2 separate regions of the Pan troglodytes genome follow, and region 2 is linked to region 1. Evidence: chromatin contacts called from public HiChIP or PLAC-seq data. All regions are on one chromosome and are shown on one strand. The core of a region is the stretch at or near the end of the contact, and the rest is flanking DNA. Distances in the headings are between cores, read along the strand shown.

Region 1 (4,805 bases), core at 1,339-3,838:
TGGTGAGCTTTTTTTTTTTTTTCCATAGGTTACACAGTTTTAAAACTGCGACTGACATAGAAAGGTAGATAGTAAGATTTGCATTATGGCAGTGCATTGGCCAGGGTGATAGATTCAAAATTAATTTTGCAAAATTTGAGGACCTACTCTGTGCCAGGATTCATCTTGGATTCATGGGAACGGCAGACTTATACTTGCGTTTTTTCCAAGTGTAGGTACCCCACTCTGAGCATCTTTCTTTTTTTTTTTTTTTTTTTCTGTGAAGCTGGGAGACACAGAGGCATAGTCTCCTTCTTAAAATTTGCATCAGAGTTGACCAGCATCCATTTCATTTTGTTGTCTTATTTATTCAGAAATTATGGTTATCTGCTTTCCTGCATGGAATGTAAATCCTTAAAAGTAGGGCAGAAGTGGATTCATGATTGGATTCTCAGGGCCTGGTTTACTCAGTGGTCCCAAAAGCAAACATCTATAGGGTGGTCACAAAGAAGGAAGCCAGGTTTGACACCAGATGTTAAACTGTGTGCATCTCAATTAAGCATAATCCCTGCCTAGATACACTGCCTTATAGCAATTTCTTTGGAAAGTGACACTGAGGTTAACTCTTCACCTTTTTTACCACTGTGATTTATTCACCTTGAATTAAACATTTACAAAAGGCCTACTATAAAAAGGCAATATGTAAGGAACTATAATTATGGCCCTGTGAAATAGATTTTTTCCCCCTTTTTACCAATGGTGAAATAGGTTCATGTAATAGCAACTTGCTAAGATAATTAATTGGTAGCTTTGCTACTTACTATAATTGCAAAGTCTGGGATCTTTCCTCTACAACACAGTAGTCTTCTTTATTTTTTTTAAGACAAGCTCTCTGTCACCCAGGCTGGCGTGCAATGGTACTATCATAGTTCAGTGTAACCTCCAACTCGAACTCCTGAACTCAAGCGATTTGCCCTTCTCAGCTTCTGGAGTAGCTGGGACCAGAGGTGCATCCCATCACGCCACTAGGTTAGCTTAAAAGCTTTATTTTTATTTTTTATGTAGAGGGTGGTCTCCCTATGTTGCCCAGGCTGGTCTGGAAGTTCTGGGCTCAAGGGATCCTCCCACTTTGGCATCCAAAAGCGCTGGGATTCCGGGGGTGAGCTACCATATCCAGCCCACAGTGGCTTTTTTTAGGGAATAATTCATTCTCCATTCCACTGTCTGTACATTTTTTTTTTTTTTGAAAGGAGATTTCTCCTCTGTATTACTTTGAGCATCCATTGGATGTCAGCACTGTTCCTTCCAAAAGTCTGCTCACTGCAAACTCAATCTTAAAAAATTTCCATTGACACTATGCCAATCGATTATTACAACTGAAAATGACATTAGCTCTATGAAAATGCAAAATACTCAGTAGAGAATATAAAACATTTGTCTAATATGAAGTGGTATCTGAGTCAAAGTACTGGAAGGAAAAATGTACTTCAGCACTTGTCTACAGTTTAACTGAATGATTAATGTGAAATTTAAAATTGGATCCCCAGATCTTGTTTCCAGCTTCTTTCTTTTGGGACTTTTAGCCCTGGATGCCTTATTTTCCATGGGTAAAGGATGTTCTTGCAAATCGTTCCTTGATTGTAATGGATGAAAAGAAAAAAGAAATGGGAGAGGCCCACTGCATCACCAACTGCAACGGAAATTCCCTTTGATGAATCAGGAAGACAAATTAATGTCATACGCTAGCGTGCAGAAAAGTAACCTCTGATAAAGTTGCTATTGTATAAACCGCAGAAGCAGATGGCTTCCGGCCGCAGAGCTTAAGAGACCCTTCAGCTTCTCGGTGTAGGTCACCAGAGTCACGTCACGCTCACAACCCTTTCGCCTCCCTCTAGGTCAGGCACCGCATCCAAGTTAAGCAACCGACGCCGGCTCCTTGGTGTCCCAACAAGGTCTAGTAGAAAAGCAACTTTATAATTCGTTTCACAGATTTGATTAAGAACCAACTGAGTAGTGGGCCTTGTGCTAGGGCTCCGAGGGCCCAAGGACCCCATGGAACCAGATTTAGTCGCTGACCTCTAGGAGCTCACAGGTGAGTGACTCACACACCGGAAGACGAGATCAATAATGTAGACATGAACGCTGGCTAGCCAGTCCCAGAGGAGGTGTCATCTGACCAAACCAAGGTAAGTCTGGGCAGTTACGCAGACACCCCGAGAAAGGTACGCCAACGCCCAGATAAAAAGTAAGAAAAAGTAGGAAAAACCCTCCCATCAGACCAGCAATTGGCTCGACGTTTGAGCCCGGATGTACGGCACGCGTCGCGACCTAACCCGGAAACACTGCCTCCCGAAAAAAAGGTGAACTCTAGGCTGCGGAAAGTAAACTACCTTTCCCGTCGTGAATCAGTCAGAACCTCCCGGCATCCTCTCCACCTCTGGTTTCCCATCTATTTTTCCTAAAGCCTAGGCGAAATAAGACTTCATCTCCCAGAATGCCCTTGGTTAAGTTAACGGTGCGCATGCGCCAAGAGGCGGGCCCTCGTTGCCCCCACAACCCCGCCTCCGTTTTGCCGCCGCCATTTTTTCAGAGACTTTCATCCGGCAACCGACGGGGCTTTTTTTCTTAAAGGAGAAGCGACAGCTCAAAATACTACCCCCTTCTCCGCGCAAGATCTGGCGGCGCTGGGGACAGAAAGGCCAAAAACAGGAAAGTGGGGTAGGGTGGAGGCGGAAGAACGCCCAGGCTACTTCTGCGGCCTAAAGAAGAATAGAAAGAGCCCTTGTGGTATCAGTGGCTCCTCAGGGAGGCAGGTGCGCGCGCAGCCAGTCTAGGGTTTGCGTGAGGCGGGGAAAGAGGTGCGATTTCTTCTCACCCGCCTCCCTCGCGAGACCTGCCCCTCGCACTGCCCCTAGCGCGCGTTGAACTCTGGAGGGGGGAAAAAGGTCACTTTGGGATTGTCGCGAGACACAGCCGTTTAACGGTGAGAACGGGTGCGCGGGGAAGGAAACCTCGCGCGCTCCCTTTTAGCCGTTTCCTGATTGGCTGAAGGAAGGGGTGGGGGCGGGAACCTGGGGCGCCGCTGCGTGTAAGACTGCGAGGGGCGGGGTGAGGAAGCTTGTCCTCTTCTCCGATTGGCCCGCTGAGCGTCTGGCGGGCGCGCGCGCGCGCGCGCCGCCAGCGGTAGCAGACCTTGAGTGGCAGGGGGTGGGGGGGGCGCCCTCGGAGCCGGGCGGAGGGGAGGGGGGAAAGAGGAGCGCAGGGTGAGAGTGAGCCGCAGGCTTCGGGAGGCGAGGGGGCGGGGGGAGCAGCGCCGAGGCCGCCGCCTCCGCCTCCGCCGCCTGGGACTAGGGGGTGGGGGACGGACAAGCCCCGATGCCGGGGGAGACGGAAGAGCCGAGACCCCCGGAGCAGCAGGACCAGGAAGGGGGAGAGGCGGCCAAGGCGGCTCCGGAGGAGCCCCAACAACGGCCCCCTGAGGCGGTCGCGGCGGCGCCTGCAGGGACCACTAGCAGCCGCGTGCTGAGGGGAGGTCGGGACCGAGGCCGGGCCGCTGCGGCCGCCGCCGCAGCTGTGTCCCGCCGGAGAAAGGCCGAGTATCCCCGCCGGCGGAGGAGCAGCCCCAGCGCCAGGCCTCCCGACGTCCCCGGGCAGCAGCCCCAGGCCGCGAAGTCCCCGTCTCCAGTTCAGGGCAAGAAGAGTCCGCGACTCCTGTGAGTAACAGTCTTTCAGGCGGTGGGAAAGACCCCCCTCTGTCCGTACGCAACCTTCTCGGCTCCCGTAGCGCCTGTTCCACGTGACATCCTGCCTGGTCTGCCCCCTGCCGGCTCCGCACGCCAAATGTCACACCGTTTCCCCGGGAGCCTTCGTGCCTCCTCTCTGCGCCACCCTCATCTCGCTCCTGTACTTTTGCCTGTCGGGCCGTTTCCCCACTCCCCGAAATCATCTTTTGATACACCCCTGCACTCGCTAGTGATCCACCTCCTCCCTGCCACCCGCAGGCTCATCCCTCTTTCTGGCATCGGCACCCCCTTTGTCAACCTATCCCTTTCCTTTAGGCGGCTCTCCAGTATTACATCACATGCCCTTTAGGGAATCCACAGCCCGATCATAGCCTTCAAAAATGTGTCCCCCGCCCCTTCGCGTTAGCTCAAGAGCCAGATGTACTAGTGTGTTTATGTAGCTTTTTTTTTTTTCACTTTTCTAAATTTTCGCAACCCTTCTCATTCTTTTGAGAAATTTGCTACTTATTATGGTCAGGTTAAAAGCCCACTGCTACGATTTTAATTATGGAGTCTTTCATATAAAATTATATGAGCATTCTTTAATGTTTGTTTTTACTAAGTAGCATATGTTTTATCTTTGTGTTTCGTGTTTTTAAATGTAGGAACTTCATCCTTGAAATTAGAATCATCTGAGAGGAATTCCTTTATTACCTAGACGTAATAGAGGAAACATGAACAGGTGGCCAGGAGCATTGTTTTAAATTGTTCGTTAAAATAATACTCATGTTAAGAATACTGAAGCACACAAGTTTGTAAATTCTAGAAATTAATCACATTAACTATTCAATTCATGACTGAAAACATCATTAGTGACCTTTGACTTTTGAGTGAAAACAGATTAGTAAAAACAGAGAAAATTGAAGTGAGGGGGAGTCAGTTTTAAGTGTTCCCTTTCTTCCAGTAGAGATAGTGGCAAGGTTTGACTTACACCAGACCTAATAGATTTAAAACTTGAAACAGACTTGGTCCAAAATTAAGAGTTAAGCCTGTGTCTTGGCATGCTTGCCTTAGAAGCCTCTCAGAAAGAGAAATAAAATTCAG
Region 2 (4,400 bases), core at 63-2,562, 510 kb after region 1:
CAATGGTATACTGAGTTTTCTTTATCCAGCCTACCACTGATAGGCATTTAGGTTGATTCTTTGCTATTGTGAACAGTGCTGCAAGGAACATACGTGTTCGTGTGTCTTTATGAAAGAATGATTTATATTCCTTTGGGTACATACCCAGTCATGGGATTGCTGGGTTGAATGGTAGTTCTGTTTTTAAGTCTTTCAGGAATTGCCACACTGTTTTCCACAATGGTTGAACTAATTTACACTCCCACCTAGTATATAACCCTTCCTTTTGGAAACAAATTTTATCAGTATATTCAATTCTGAACACCCATGTTTTAGAAAATGTTAAGCCTATTGTCCTTTAATCACTATTTGCTTACACATTAAAATGTAAAACAGGCAAAAGAGAAAGAAGGAAGAAAGGAGGGAGGGAGGGAGAAAAGTGAGAAAGAAAGAAAGATAAAAGAAAAAAGAAAGAAGAAAGAAAGAAAGAAGAAAGAAAGAGAAAAAAGAAAGAGGAAGAAAGGAAGGAAGGAATGAAGAAGAAAAGAAAAAAGAGAAAGAAGGAAAGAAAAAGAAAAAGGAAAGAGAGAGAGAAAGAAAGAAAGAGAGAGAGAGAAGGAAAGAAAGAAAGAAAGAGAGAGAAAGAAAGAGAGATAAAGAAAGAAAGAAAGAAAGAGAAAAGAAAATTTTCTCCAGAGTAGAATTATTGGCTGCTATTGTTTGGATGCTGGGTACTAGCTGTGATTACCCTTTGTGAATGTAGGAATGCACAGATTCCAAAAGTGAGTCGCATAGAAAAAGTCAGCATTCAAATATGTTTTAAGGTTACTCTATCCAAACCCCAAAGAAACCACAGAAGATGAAGCAGTAATTTTAGCTTCTCTTGGTGTATTGTACATGCATTTAAGGCCAGTTCCTTCCTTCAAATTCCCATGTGTTTTGTAGTTACCAACACACCTTTCAACCCTATCTGTTTATATACATCATATAGTCCTCTGTCAATTGCATAAAAGTTGTCCCCTTTGTGACTGTAATCGCCTTTTCCAATACACATCTACTCAGAATGCAGGTCCTTAAACAGCAGGCTGCCTTGAAAACCCTCTCCAATCTTCTTTGATCATCAGCTTTGAGATGCATATTCCTAGAGGCCATATCATCTTCTTCATCACTATCATAAACGTCTCCACATATTGATGAACGTTTGGAGAATCGATTTATGACAAGGGAGTTTACTCTTCCTGCATCCGCGGCTTCTTCGTGATTTTGTCCTAGTCACCGGGCCTATCCCACCTGCTGGGGATGCCGCCCCCTCGGAAGTGCCTGAAATCTCCCCACTTACCCAACTAGCCTCAGCGCCTCCTGTGTGCTGCAGCAGATGGCGCGCTGCAGACCCCAGCCTGGTGCCTCCGCGACTCCTCCCCAACCATGATTTACAGGCGGGGACAGCCACATTCCTGCGCCCCGACTTCCACCTCCGCTTCCCGCGCGCGCGAGACTCAAGCTGCCACAGTGGCTCTGCCGCCAGCGTCCCAGCTCCTCCCACACCCGAGTTTTTATTTCCTGCTCCCTCTCCAGCCCGGCCCAGGCCAGCCTACCGGCGACTAGGATGCTTTCGCTTTCGCTCTCGCTTTCCAATACTCGGGACTGGGGAAACCGGGAGAATAGAAGCAGGCAAGGACCGCCGTGGGCATGGGGTCAGTGAGACAGGGTCCTGCTCGCGGCGTCAAGGAGGAGTGCTGCGGGTGGGTAGGGTAGGCGCGCCCCCTCGGCCTTGCCTTTCCAACCACTCTTTTTTGCACGCCAACAGGTGTCCCCAGCGCAGCCAATCGGCTTCCGAAGTAGGTGAGTTGCTGCCTGAAGAGAAAAGACAAACTCCAGTATCTTTCATTCCATTGGCCAGACGCGCCATTCCCCAAGTGAGTTCTGTTCTCCAACCAAAGTGCTGGATTCCAAGGGACTGGAAGGGAAAGTCCCTAAAAATCACGAGTTCAGGCGTCTGAGACTTGGTGGGAACGGACCTTCCTCTTAGGTGAGTTACTCTTTGGTTCTGGGGCTGACCTGGAGTTTTGCCAGGGTTCATTGGCCGCAGCAGGATGCTGGTGGGGACAGGGTAAATAAAATCTGCACTCCTGCGGGCTTTTATTGTTGAAAGGGGCACTGACGCTCTCCCTGGAAACGTAAAAAGAACAGCCAAGTGAACGGATGTGTCTTTCTTTTGCAGTGCCCAAGCCTGTTCTAATTTTTAAAAACTGATGTCTATTAAGACCCAATGTTAACTTTATGAAAATGGTTCCTAAGGAGAGTGACATCTCTGTGTCCGAATTCTGTGTGCAGCAAACATCATCTCAAGTGCGTTTTCCCAACTACGCTTCTTTCCAGGATAAAATACTCTAAGTGACAAATGTTGAGTACATTATCAGGTATGTTCATTATTGTGAGAACTGAAGCCATCTACACTCACATAGCTTGCCAACTACATTAACCTGACTTCTTATTCCATTATTTTCATCAACAAACATTTACTATTTCAAGAAACTTTTGCCAGGGACCGGAAAGTTGCAAATATCTTTATTGCTTAATCCAGTATCTTCTTCAAAGATCCAACCACTCTTCAATGGAAAACATCAAAGAACAGTTTACATTCTAAGACTTTGAACCTTTACCTCAAAATCCTAGCCTTGTTTTATCTACCAATCCTAAACTGTTACCCGTAGCTGACTCAATTCTAACCAATTCCCCTCATTAAATATTAGAGTTACAATGGGACTTCAAAATCTCAATACATATAGCCCAAACTTGCTCTTCCCTCTCTGAGACACCACTTAAATTCTGTCAAGTTATTGTTCTCCATTACCTAAGTGAGCAAGAAACTTAGCTTTGTCTTATCAACAGGTTGCTTTGATATTACTGGGAGCCAACATTTGACATTCTTGGAGGCTCCAGCAAGACCTAATCAACCTCCCAACCCTCAACTCAGAATCAGTGTGTGCCCTGAAGTCCCTTCAACCTTCTTGAGGCTCTCCCTGATCTCAAAGGTGGAGAAAGTAGATCTTGCATCAGGTTGAACTCCAGTTTCTTTTTGCTCAGTTTTTCAAGCGCTGAGTTTATTTTGTCCCTAGGCATAAAGAAATCTTTCTAGGAACCCCTTTGGTTATCGGACCAGATTTTTAAAAGCTTTTTAGGCTTGGTGAAAAATCTGCCTTATCACTAGCAACACTACGACTTGTCTCTGTTCTTGTTTTTTGTTGTACTCGTGTAAAAGAAAAGTTCAAGGGAAGAGAACAGGCTCAAGTCTACTTCTCACGCTGGCTCTGGGGATTAGGAAATTCAGAAAGTTTTGTTTCAGACTGGCAGTGCTGTCTGATATAAACACAGCGTCAAGTACTGCACGCTGTAGCTACCTGAGGTTTAGGCCGGAAGAGGCACGGCTGATTTAAAAGTGAAAGAAAGTAACCAGTTGGTTCGCAGACAACCTTTTCCCAAAAGGCGGGCGATTCAAACCCCTAGCCCCACCTGCTCCGTTTCCCGCCCAGCTGGAGCTCTGGAGCCTTTGCTTCCTCAAATACGAGCGGGACCTGCGTTGAGCGCTGGATTCCAGGCCGAGTGCTGGCGAGGCGCGCAGTGAGTGAGCACACAGGGCGCTGGGGTGCTCCGCGGAGCGCGGTCACGGGCGCGGCCGCGGCGGGCTCCAGTCCCGGCTGGGAGGAGAAGGAGCTGGGTGTCAGGAAGCCGGGGACTGACAGCGCCACCCATCTGGGGAGCCGGGAGGACACAGGTTTTATTTTGGTAGTGCTGCAAGTCCCCTTGTGTGCTGGGGGGAGCGGGGCGGCGTGGTAGGATTGGAAGAGGCTTAGAGTTGGCCTCGACCCCTGCCCTTGCCCCTGGAAAGGCAGAAAGTGGGGGTTGGGGTGCGGAGAAGCAGGAAGAGAGGGAGAGTGAAGGAGGGGAGGAAAGGGAGAGAGGAAGAGAGGGAGAGTGAAGGAGGGGAGGAAAGGGAGAGAGGCAGAGAGGGGGAAGGAGAGAGGGAAGGAAGGAGAGATTGAGAGACAGAGAAATTCCTAAGGGGAGCTGTCAGGTGGGCTGGACATGGGCCCCAGGCTGCACTGCTTTATCCCTTTGCTGTAGGAAGTCAAGCAAGTTCTTTAGGTAAGTAGAACCTTGATGTCAAGTATAAAACAGGGGTTGGTATAGGATAGCTAAGAGCACTTTATATTTTGATATAATCTGATTTATCCTGGATACTGAAAACAATGTAGGGAGACGGAGGATATTGGAGTGTTTTCTTAACCTCTTGCCCCTTTCCACTGTGATTGCTCAAGTACATGCAAAATTAATGTTTCTTTCTGCCCATTTTATTTTCCTTTTTTTGTCTGTGTCTATTAATCACTCCTAAAGCACCCGGATCCTCTCTCAAACTTCAT

The links. HiChIP or PLAC-seq counts read pairs in DNA pulled down with a chosen protein or histone mark.
Region 2: a contact with region 1 is called in an H3K4me3 HiChIP or PLAC-seq map of stem cell-derived excitatory neurons, with 5 times the contacts expected there. The contact joins the promoter of FAM111A here to the promoter of ZFP91 in region 1. A contact is called at or near these places in 1 of 7 Hi-C or Micro-C datasets (stem cell-derived neural progenitor cells) and 1 of 1 datasets of contacts at active chromatin or transcription factors (stem cell-derived excitatory neurons).

Annotation. Positions count from the first base shown.
Region 1 is chr9:60,861,591-60,866,395 of NHGRI_mPanTro3-v2.0_pri, forward strand. It overlaps ZFP91 (ZFP91 zinc finger protein, atypical E3 ubiquitin ligase), which reads left to right and starts at 2,589. Exons shown (of 11, transcript XM_016920924.4): 1 at 2,589-3,692. The coding sequence starts at 3,355. It also overlaps a transcript of LPXN not described here.
Region 2 is chr9:61,371,688-61,376,087 of NHGRI_mPanTro3-v2.0_pri, forward strand. FAM111A (FAM111 trypsin like peptidase A) reads left to right here and starts at 1,313. Exons shown (of 6, transcript XM_063784068.1): 1 at 1,313-1,650; 2 at 1,787-2,008; 3 at 2,201-2,399.